2 separate regions of the Zea mays genome follow, and region 2 is linked to region 1. Evidence: chromatin contacts called from public Hi-C data. All regions are on one chromosome and are shown on one strand. The core of a region is the stretch at or near the end of the contact, and the rest is flanking DNA. Distances in the headings are between cores, read along the strand shown.

The links. A called contact is a pair of places that touch in the nucleus more often than the background predicts.
Region 2: a contact with region 1 is called in a Hi-C map of leaf, with 5 times the contacts expected there. The contact joins the promoter of LOC100278839 here to the promoter of LOC100240692 in region 1.

What each region holds. Positions count from the first base shown.
Region 1 is chr10:130,345,854-130,351,097 of Zm-B73-REFERENCE-NAM-5.0, forward strand. It overlaps LOC100240692, which reads right to left and starts at 2,949. Exons shown (of 5, transcript NR_131257.1): 1 at 2,446-2,949; 2 at 2,297-2,350; 3 at 2,143-2,203; 4 at 1,809-1,908; 5 at 1,066-1,713. LOC103641803 reads left to right here. Exons shown (of 4, transcript NM_001301591.1): 3 at 1-430; 4 at 539-946. The coding sequence ends at 946.
Region 2 is chr10:130,121,724-130,127,031 of Zm-B73-REFERENCE-NAM-5.0, forward strand. LOC100278839 reads left to right here and starts at 1,485. Exons shown (of 2, transcript NM_001372490.1): 1 at 1,485-1,687; 2 at 1,792-2,702. The coding sequence starts at 1,632. The coding sequence ends at 2,521. It overlaps LOC109943136 (cyclin-dependent kinase 12), which reads right to left and starts at 4,558. Exons shown (of 3, transcript XM_020545987.3): 1 at 4,519-4,558; 2 at 4,319-4,432; 3 at 3,980-4,241. The coding sequence starts at 4,527. The coding sequence ends at 4,098.

The DNA.
Region 1 (5,244 bases), core at 1,699-4,198:
CAACGCCAGCTACGTCAGCTTCGCCACCGACCCTCGGCTCGCCGAGCGCGCCAGGGCCTTCTACGACGACGTGCTCGACTTCTCCGTGTTCAGCTGGGACAACAAGCTCCCTGGCGCCGGCCTGCTCCTGTCGCGGCTGCGCATGTTCCTCAACCCCGGCTACCCCTACGAGCAGTCCCTCGTCCGCTACCACATGGAGACCGGCCTCGACATGTGCAAGTACCTCCGGCGCTTCGGGGCCTTCAACTTCACCGGGGGCGGGCTCGCGCTCTTCAACCACGGCAGGGGGCAGCCGCTGCAGTACGTGGTCGCCAACTCCTTCCTCGCCGCGCTCTTCGCCGACTACATGGAGGCGATCAACGTCCCCGGGTGGTACTGCGGACCCAACTTCATGCCCATTGAGGACCTCCGTGCGTTCGCCAAGTCTCAGGTAACATATGGAGACTGGAGCATGCATGGTGGCGTTCTCTCTAGCTGTAGGCTGTAGCTGGTTTGTGACAATGGCGCGTCTGTGATCCGTTATTCCATGATTGGGCAGCTCAACTACATCCTTGGGGACAACCCGAGGAAGACGAGCTACGTGGTGGGCTTCGGCAACAAGTACCCTCGGCATGTCCACCACCGGGGCGCGTCGACGCCGCACAGCCGCGTCAAGTACTCGTGCACCGGCGGGTACAGGTGGCGCGACACCAAGAAGGCGGACCCGAACGTGATCACGGGCGCGATGGTGGGCGGGCCGGACCGCAACGACAGGTTCAACGACTCGCGCATGGCCTTTGGGCACACCGAGCCGACTCTGGTGGGCAACGCCGGCCTCGTGGCGGCGCTGGTGGCCATCACCAGCAGCGGCCGCGGCGTCGGAGCCGTCGACAAGAACAGCATGTTCTCCGCGGTGCAGCCGCTGTTCCCGGCCACCCCACCTCCGCCGCCCGTGTGGAAGCCTTGAGAGATCTCGTGGGATAGAAAGCTTATCCTAGCATCTCTCAAATAAAAACAGAGAAATTCTTGCTTCCTTGGTTCAACCAGGAGATTACTCCAAAACACAAACCAAGAGTAGATGAATTTCCTAAAACGCTAGCGTTTCATACCCCCGAGGGTGTCTAACAGAAACGCTAGCAGATTGAATGAAAGTATACAGTCACCACAACAATGACACGATGGCAAGGTCTAGCCACCAGTGTCACAAATATTGGTGACTATTATCACCAAACACAAGCTGAGGACTCTCTTTCAATCCCTGCTACATACTGAAAGACATACAAAAAGTGAAAAAAAAACTAAGAGTTGGAATGAAGTTCAAGAGGGATTTTCAGCCCTACTGCCTGGCCAACCACGGATAACCATGCCGGTAAATATTGCACCGAGTGCTCCTTATCAGTCGCTTCAGTTTCTTCGAGAAGTAGCTTCATCCAACCACTGGTTGCACAGGGGTGCAGGGCCAGCCATGGCTTGCTTAAATGGGGGTGCTCCTGCAGGATTCCAAGTCCAGGTAGAACACAATCCTTGCACAGTTAGCAAACGACAGGCCAGAGTTCGTTCTACGTGTCACTGCCAAGACTCAAGAGCCAATTTCTGTTTCAATAGAAATCAAGGATCATGCATGAAGCAGGCATACCTCTTGAGTAATAAACGTCCACTTTGATTCACTTAATACTTTCTGTGAGTGGGAAGGAAGACCCTCTTTTACCTCATCTAGAGTTAGTAGCTGCCCACCTAAGTAAAGGTTCCAGACGTCCGGCGTTAAGAGAAAGTGAGAAACCAATTAATACTAGGCAATAACATCCACTTGTGTTCTCAAACATACATACTAGTGTGATAACCGCGAAAGTATAGCACTGGGACTTTGTAGGAGAAGCTGTAGACAGCATGGAAATCATAAACATGAACATTGTCGCTGGAGCTCTCGACCTGCAGGGAATGAACCATGGACATGACTTCAGAGCTCGAGTTGTGTGAGGTGTGCAGATACTAGATCGATACGAGCCAAGTCTTGTCCCCAAAATTCAGTACAAGACTGTATGTCCCAAAATCATCACCCAATTTAGAGCTGCTGCCTTTATATGAACTCTAATTGTTGTGCAGGGGTGAGATGAAGATCAGACTTGGCTAGTTTATCAATAAGCAGTTCACAGAAACATTTACCCAAGCTACATCCCCTGCACCATCGAACTTCATCTCTTCGATCTGCTCCTGGAAGAACACTCTGCTAGTTAAATGCAAGCATGAATGTCACCTATTGCAAACATCATATCACTTATCATATTTATATACAGATACAGGACAAGAAACTATCCACCTGGCTTGTTCCACAGCTGCGGTACACTCTTTCCAGGGCTAGATACCCTTCTACCTGCAAGACAAACAAGCATATTCAGAAAATAACAAGGTGAATCAGGGAAAGGGAGACTGGAAAACAATACGTAAAAAAAAGAGAGAGAGACAAACCTCCGACGGCACCCCCAATTTGCTGCACGGCTTCCACGTCCATTCAGGAAGGGAATCGTCGACCTCGATCTCCTTCCACCTCTTAACAAGCGCCGCCGCGGAGGTGTTGAAGCTGTCCGGAGACAGAGTCCCGTCCCATACAGGGGAGCCTCCCATCGCGAAGCAGGGGAAGACGCAGCGCGGGCAAAGGCCGTCCACCAGTCTTCCACTGTGGAGTCGCTAAGCTCCCAAACTCCCGAGGCCGGGCGCCAAAATCCGCAGCCGCTCTACCTGATTTGCCCACGACCCGGCGTCAAAATCAGAAGGTTGGGGAATGGGGAACTCATGGAGGGTTTGCGACTCTCGCTGGAGATGAAGCTCTCCCTCAGCTGCCGGGTCGGTTGCGGGTCCTCGGCGTCGGCGCCGGGATGCGTCACGCAGAACACGGTCTGTACGTTGATTGCGGCTGTCGTCGTCTCTAGCGTCGAGCGGCTAGATCGAAAGTCCGTGCGCTCGTGGTGGACTGATGAGGAGCCGGGCGGTTGGGCCTAATGAGTCTTGTTTTTCTGTTTTGGGCCGTATCCATGTCGGCCTGTGTGTAGTACTCGTATGAGAGACTGAACCTCCTAAAAAAATTACCAGCCAGTACGTGTTTCAAATTTCTACACACTACAGTATGCTAACCTATCGGATATGGGTTTATGGGACGAACAAAGCACATTAGTCTGGTCCCCTTTGCACAAGCGTTTAGATGGATGGGTCGGCCTATTTTTCCAACACATTTTCCTATATGATAGTTTAAGGGGAAAAAAATATTTTCTCAAAAAGAGACTTGGTCGTTGGTCCGTTGGTCGTATAACTACAAACTTATATACTACGGGATTACGGGTAAGTGTATTAAGTGATTTGAGTCAGAGGCATTGCGTCATACTGTACACAGACTAGGAACGGAAACTGCTCGTTCGGGAGGGGAACAGAGGGAAGCGAGTGTGCGTGCGGCGCTCACCACAGATGTGCCGGCCCTGGGAAACAGGGGAAGCAGAAGTGCAGAAGGTGTCGCTGCCCTGCGCCCTTGCCTGCAGGCTGCAGGCCGCACGCCCGCACCGCTTCTCACGTCTTCTATTCTTTTCTCCCAAGTCCCAACACATCTTCCTTGCATGAAAACAGAGAGCGGCGGCAGCCTGCACACATGGGCGCGTCCAGGATTTAGAAAATAGGTATTCGAAATTGTACTAGAGAGAACAAATTGAATGGTCTAAAATCTATCCTAATAGACTTTATATATATATATATATATATATATATATATATATATATAATTGATTCATGTATAGATAGTTATAGTATATAATAGAACATACACATTACAGAAATAGTAAACTAAATTATAACTCACATAAAAATTAAGATACACTCAAGCTCACTAAATCATAACTCACATAAAAATTAAGATACACTCAAGCTCAATTCACAAATTAGTGAAACCACTAACGCGTAGCTGCAAGCTTAATTCACAAATCACAATGCGATCAAGCCAGCAAGTGCTAAGCCGCTAACGCGTAGCCTACTAGCCTGGCAGCAAGAGCAACTGAGCAAGCGCTTGGCAGTAAGACGAGTAGCCTGGCAGCACGAGCATGGAGCCTGGACGGTGGACGCACGGGCACGGCAAGGCGGCAAGCGAAAGCGGCGGCTGGAGTGAGCCTAGCGGGCGGCGGCTGGAGTGAGCGCAGGGGTCTGAGTTAGCGACCAGACAGACAGAGACGCATGGCAGACCTAATAGGCCAGATGGACTGAGCACAAGGAAGTAAAGAACAAAGCCTAAAACGAATTTGGGTCTACATACTCAGTATTCATGTATTTTTTGATATTTCAGATTATATATTATATATATAGCATATACATATATATCGGCGTTTCGAGACCGGGGGTCCCTAGGCCGACGAGTGAATGTCGCCGCGTGCCCCAGCCTAGATGGGTCGAGCGCGAGGCCGAGCGCGAAGGGGGGAGAGCGAGGCGGCCGGAGACCGGCGTGAGAGAGGTGGGAATCCCGCGGCATTCGTGTTCGTCCCGCGCCCAGGTCGAGTGCGCTTGCAGTAGGGGGTTACAAGCGTCCACGCGGGAGAGGGAGCGAGCGGCTTCAAGCGAGCGCGTATCTCGTCCTCGTCCCTGCGCGGCCAACCCTCTCTAAGAGGGCCCTGGTCCTTCCTTTTATAGGCGTAAGGAGAGGATCCAGGTGTACAATGGGGGGTGTAGCAGAGTGCTACGTGTCTAGCGGAGGAGAGCTAGCGCCCTAAGTACATGCCATTGTGGCAGCCGGAGAGATTTTGGCACCCAGCTGGTGTGATGTCGTGGCCGTCGGAGGAGCGATGGAGCCTGGCGGAGGGACAGCTGTCGGAGCGGTTGAGTCCTTGCTGACGTCCTCTTGCTTCCGTAAGGGGGCTGAGAGCCGCCGTCGTCACAGAGTATGCAGGGCGCCATCATTGCCTATCTGGCGGAGCGAGTCAGATGGGACGCCGATCTTGTTCCCTGCGGCCCGAGTCAGCTCGGGGTAGGGTGATGATGGCGCCTCCTGTTGACGTGGCTGGTCTGCGCCTTAGGTTGGGCGATGTGGAAGCTCCTCCGAAGCCGAGGTCGAGTTTGTCTTCCGTGGCCGAGGTCGGGTCCGAGCCCCAGGTTCGGGCGAGGCGGAGATCGCCGGCTGATGCCGGGGCGGAGTCCGAGCCCTGGGGTCGGGCGAAGCGGAGTTCGTCATCTTCTGGGGCTTAGCCCGAGTCTGAGCCCTGGGTCGAGCGGAGCGGAGTTCGTCGTCTTCCGGGGCTT
Region 2 (5,308 bases), core at 235-2,734, 230 kb before region 1:
GGTAACTGCTAATTCTGGTAATATGTGAGTTCATTGGCCAATGGTGTAGTTCGAATGGGTTAGCCTAATGAGGTAACATAATTATTCTAAATAAATGTATAGCCTCAGTAGCCTAATTAGGTTATTACTAATGATCTTCTTTACCGATCTTCTATTCTTGATATTTTTTGTTCAATCCAACAAGTAATGTGTTTACACGTAGAGAGCGGGCTGCTAAAGGATAGGAAGTTGAAGATAGATGAAGGAAGCAACTACATGCAATCGATGGCAATAATGCATTGCAGGTACTCGGAATTCACTTGAAATATTAAGGTCTTTTACATTCTTCTGTTTTTGCTGGTGCCACAGTGGTAACAGTGTTGGGCTTTCGAAATATTGCTGCAGATTATTTAATTGTCAATGTACCACATGATAGGGTTGAGGCTCGTCAGGAATGTCAAGTTGCTCCTGGACGCAGGTATGGTGCCCACAGGCCGACAGAGCTGAGATCAAGCGCTGAGATCGTGCCCCCGTGCCTGCAGCTGCTTGTCACACCTGGCCAGAGGCATAGGCTACCACTACTGTTCTAAGAGGACAACCTGCTCGATAGCTAGCCTAGGATGGCCTTCAGTTCCAGCAAGGCTTCTCGGCTCGTCTCACTGCAGAACGCTATTGTTGGCGCCTAATTGAACGAAGTTGATACCGATAGGATCCCATGAAGCAACATAAGCAGCAGAAGTCTAACGAGGAATGACATATATGCAGACATGCAGTGCCTTCGTTTGTTACCACCAAAAAAAGATCTGAACCAAGTATTTCTGTAAGTATACCAACAAGTTAGTTGCTACTACTTTGTATATTGATCTTCGTTGGCTGAATGTTTGAGTTTTTTTTTCAAGGCACAAACACTTTATTTTGAAATCTGATTTCAGATAAATTAATTCACGCCGACAGAGCGCCCGATAGGGCGCTTTCTATTCTAGTCTCAAATTTACAAGTGATGCTGAGGAGAGATCGGACACTGGACTGGAAGTCCTCAAAACACCCACCACGTGCTATATAGCCATAGTAACTTTATTACGTCTCCAAATGTGACTATGCAGTGCAATGATGAGTGACAAGACTGCAAGTCTGCAAGTGTGTCTTCTCGCCCATACGCCTTCTACTACAGTTCTACTGTCATGTATGTTACACCCATCAAGCGTTATACACTGCCAACTCATGAACCATATATCAGCGGGGTATGCATCACGTACGTAAACGCGCAGGCAGTACACAGTACTTGTTCTCTTCGATGCTCGCATGATCCAGCTTTCCAAGGGTCCCCAAAAAAGCCTCCTTGTTGGGTCAGGGTCATGCACGCAGCCTTATTCGCGTTTTGACACCCTGTGTTCATGGAGAGCAACATGACCAAACTGCCCTCCTCCTGTCGATCAAGGCTCCACGTTCCAGAGTCCGGACTCCCCCTCCTTTAACTAACTCTCCCAGTGCCTCCTCGATCCTTCATGTCCATGCCGTGGAAGCTCACTTGACTTATCCCCACAGGGACGAGGGAATGTAGTGACATCCTGACGTGACCTCACGTCTCCTCTCAGCCCGATCCTGGTTCCTGTCTCTGATCCCAACGCCCACTGGTCCGCGGCAGCCCGGAGATGTTTCTCCACTCCCTCTTGATGCAAAAAATGGCAAAGAACACGCAGCAGCCAAGGTACATTCCCGGCCCGCGCTGCACGCCGCCGTGGTCGTCACCACCGCTCGCGACGAGAATTTCGTATCGACTGACGTGACAGATGCCCTGCGCCGTGCATGCAGAAAAGACGGCGGCGCGAGATCGTCAGGTGGCGGGCTGTCGTCGTCCAAGAAGTCCCGGTGGTACCAGCGCGCGGTGGAGGTGCTCCTCCTGGTCTGGAAGCAGCAGCCGGCGGCGCCTCCAACGACGAAGGCCGCGGCGGCGTCGGGGGTGACAGCCGCCGCCTCGGGCAACAAGGGCGCGGCGCCACCGGGGGGGAGGCTGCGCAAGTCCTCGTCGCTGAACGTGGCGGCGTCGTTCACGCGGGTGTGCCTGTGCGCGCCCATCTCCTCGTACAACAGCGAGTCGCTCTACTGCTTCCCGGCCGACGGCGCCGCGCCGCGCCGGAGCTACAGCTACCCGCGCGCGTCGTCGGCGTCAGCGTCCGGGTGCGGCGCCGGCACCGGCGTGAGCCCGCTGGTGGCGCCGGCGTCGGCGCCGCCGCCGCTGCCTCCTCTCCCCGCGGGGAGCAGAGGCGGTGAGGGCGCGCGGCGCGTGTTCCGCGGCAAGTCGCTGACGGACGACGTCCTGATGCGGCGGTTCGTGGTGGACGAGGAGGCCACGCGGCGGCGCAACGAGATGGAGGTCGTCCGGCGGCGCCACGCCGCGGCCTCCAAGCGCCGGCGCCTCGGCCCCAGCCCACTCCGCCGGATGGCGCTGGCGGAGTCGGAGGCGGAGGCCGAGGAGGAGGAAGCAGCGCCTGGAACTGGGAGGGGAACGGACAATCGCGTGGCAGCTGCTGCTGTAGCGTAGGACTGACTGCGGAGCTTTTTTTCCCCCTGTCCTGTGTGCTCTCGATCGGCTCGCCGTCGCCTCTGTTTTTTCCTCTGTCGTTTTCCTCTTCTGCTGCTGCTGTCGTGCGCTGCGATGCGACTGGGAGAAGGAGGAGAATCGCCCAGTTTTTTTTAACAGAACTGTACTAGCCTCTTGTTGTCCCGTCTCTGGCAAGCCGCCTGCCGCCGCCGACCGCTTCGTTTCGTTCTCTGGCGAGTGGCGGCCCGGGTTGCGGGCGCCGGCCGCCGGGGCAGCGGTTGGTCCCGTCCGCGGATCCCCGACGGGGCCTCGGTGCCATGACTGCCATCTCGCCGTGCGGCACGCCGGCACCAGACGATCGGCGGAGTAAATGAGCGGCCAGCAACCGGCGTAACGGCTAGCCGCGAGCCGACCAGAGGCTCAAGCATACGAGCCCACAAGCCAGTGAGGGGATCCTGGGCCTTCTAGTGGCCTTGGAGAGGTGGTAAATGCGCGACGCGGCCGGTGTGAGCCGGCCGAGATGGTCCGTTGGCGTTGGGGGTACGGTACGGCAGCGCAGTGCGGCTGTGCGTGCGTGTACGCAGTGGCACAGTTAAGGAGCGAACGGTCGACCCAAATCAAACGAACATCCCGTCACAGCCTTCATGGCCCCGTTCACGCACCAGCGCTGAACGCATGTTGGCAAACGGCATGGTGTACGCGACGCTCTTCGTTCCATTCCATTCCACGCAGAGCTCGCATCTGCACGGCCCATGCTCCCGTCCGCCCTCACACGGCAACGCAACTTTATAGCGTAGTGCCATTTCCTCCGAACGCAAGGTGACCACTGAGGCCTTGACAGAATGACAGGCGTCGTCAGAATGTATACATCTCCGGGGCTTATCTCTGCAGTTTGCACCATCCATGCATGCGTCCATGTCCATGGCAGAGCCTCACTGTATGACTGTATTCTTCAGCGGCGGACGTCACGGAACAGTGCCCACTAGAGCGCGTCCCCGGGCAACAAGAGCGAAGACGGACTCACGGCACTACAGGAAAATGCCCAGTTTCCGACGGCCTAAACCGTCGGAAATAAGTCCTGAACCGTCGGAAGTAGGCTTAAGACGGGTCCCGTCGGAAGTAACGCCGTAGCGGATACCCAGTCGGAAGTGTCAGCGTTTCCGACGGGGCCGTCGGAAGTAAACTTATTTCCGACGGCCAGGGTGGCGCCGTCGGAAATAAAGCGAGGTGGGCCCCGCAGACGGCCGGCCGCCGGCGCCTGACGCCGTCACAGCTTAGTTCCGACGGCCCCGTCGGAAATAAGCGGCCGTCGGAAGTAATTAAAAAACAGAGAAACAGAATTTGCCTGCTTTTTGTTTTACAAACAATCACACAAATTCAATCTGCACATAATATCCAGTTTTCATCCAGAATCACATACAATACCACATGAAACACACAATAACACAAGTTCACAAGTTAAAGCACAAGTTCACAATGTTCACAAATTCACAATGTTCACAAGTTCACAATAACACAAGTTCCCAATACCACAAGTTCACAAGTCCATAGTACGAGAAACACACAAGCAGACAGGCTACTCAAATGGAGGAGGTTGATCAAATGGATGTGGTTGATTTGATCCGCTAGCTCCTCCACTGTTTAGAAGACCGTCCACAAAAGAAGCGACCGCATCTTCAGAGTCCTCATTTCCCGGAGTTAGCAAGTTTCCTGGAGGGACCTACAACATTCAAAAAAATGTGTTAGTAGTTAAATTCTTGTTATGCAACGTCAAAAGAAAAAGTCAAGTAATATAACCTGAGGTGCAGGTGTGGGCCAACTAAATTGTGGAGTCGGTACAAACTGCGGGATAGGTGGAGGAGGTGGCATAGTCATCGCTGAAAAATCTGGACGTTGCCCTAGTGCTATTTGCTGAAAAAAATTGAAAGCTATGTTACGAGGATATATTAGAAAATATGTGCTCCAATTATAGTAGAGGCTCACGAGGATCTAATTACCTGCATCATCTCCTGCTGTCGTGCAAATTGAGCAGCCCAGTACTCTGCTGGCGCCGGCGAGCCCCCCGACCGGCGGCGGCTCTGGCGAGCCCCCCGGGCTGCGGCGGCGCGATGTGCGGGCTGCGGCGGCGCGCTGTGCGTGCGGTGGCGGACGCGTGGGTGCGTGTGCGTTGTGTGCGTGCGTGCGCGGGGTAACGGACGTTAGAGACTCTCCTTATTTCCGACGGCTGGCTGTTGGCCGTCGGAAATAGTCCTATTTCCGACGGTACCCTAGGAACCGTCGGAAACAGTGCAGGCCGTTGGAAACTGGTCGTTTTCCTGTAGTGCGGATGTGCAGGGTTTGTTCTGGAAACGATATGTACCCAACATCGGTGTTCGTCAATCTTCATGCAGATAATAGTCCTACCGGCTAATCTTTTTTTAAAAAAAAAAACAAGTAGGCGTTCAAGGCTGATCGATGTCCCCCGTCGTCTTTTGGGCTGGAAAAGCGAAAGAAGCACGCTCTGATTCTCTGATGGGCAGCAGGCAGCAGGCAGCAGAAAACTGTCACTGTGGCACTGTGCCATGGATCGAGACCGCCTCACCGACATGGCCCACAACCTTTGCCGTCCAACCTGACCTGCGTCACCTCGAGCTCGAGTGGGCTCCCCCCTCCGGAGACTGCACCTTTTGGCTTTTGGGAATCACAATGCGTGGCGTGGTACTGTGGTAGTAGGCGCAGGATCGCACTCCGCGGCCGCCCGTGGGCTTAGAGGGCTGCTAAAGTTTAGCTCGAGTCATATCAAGCGTT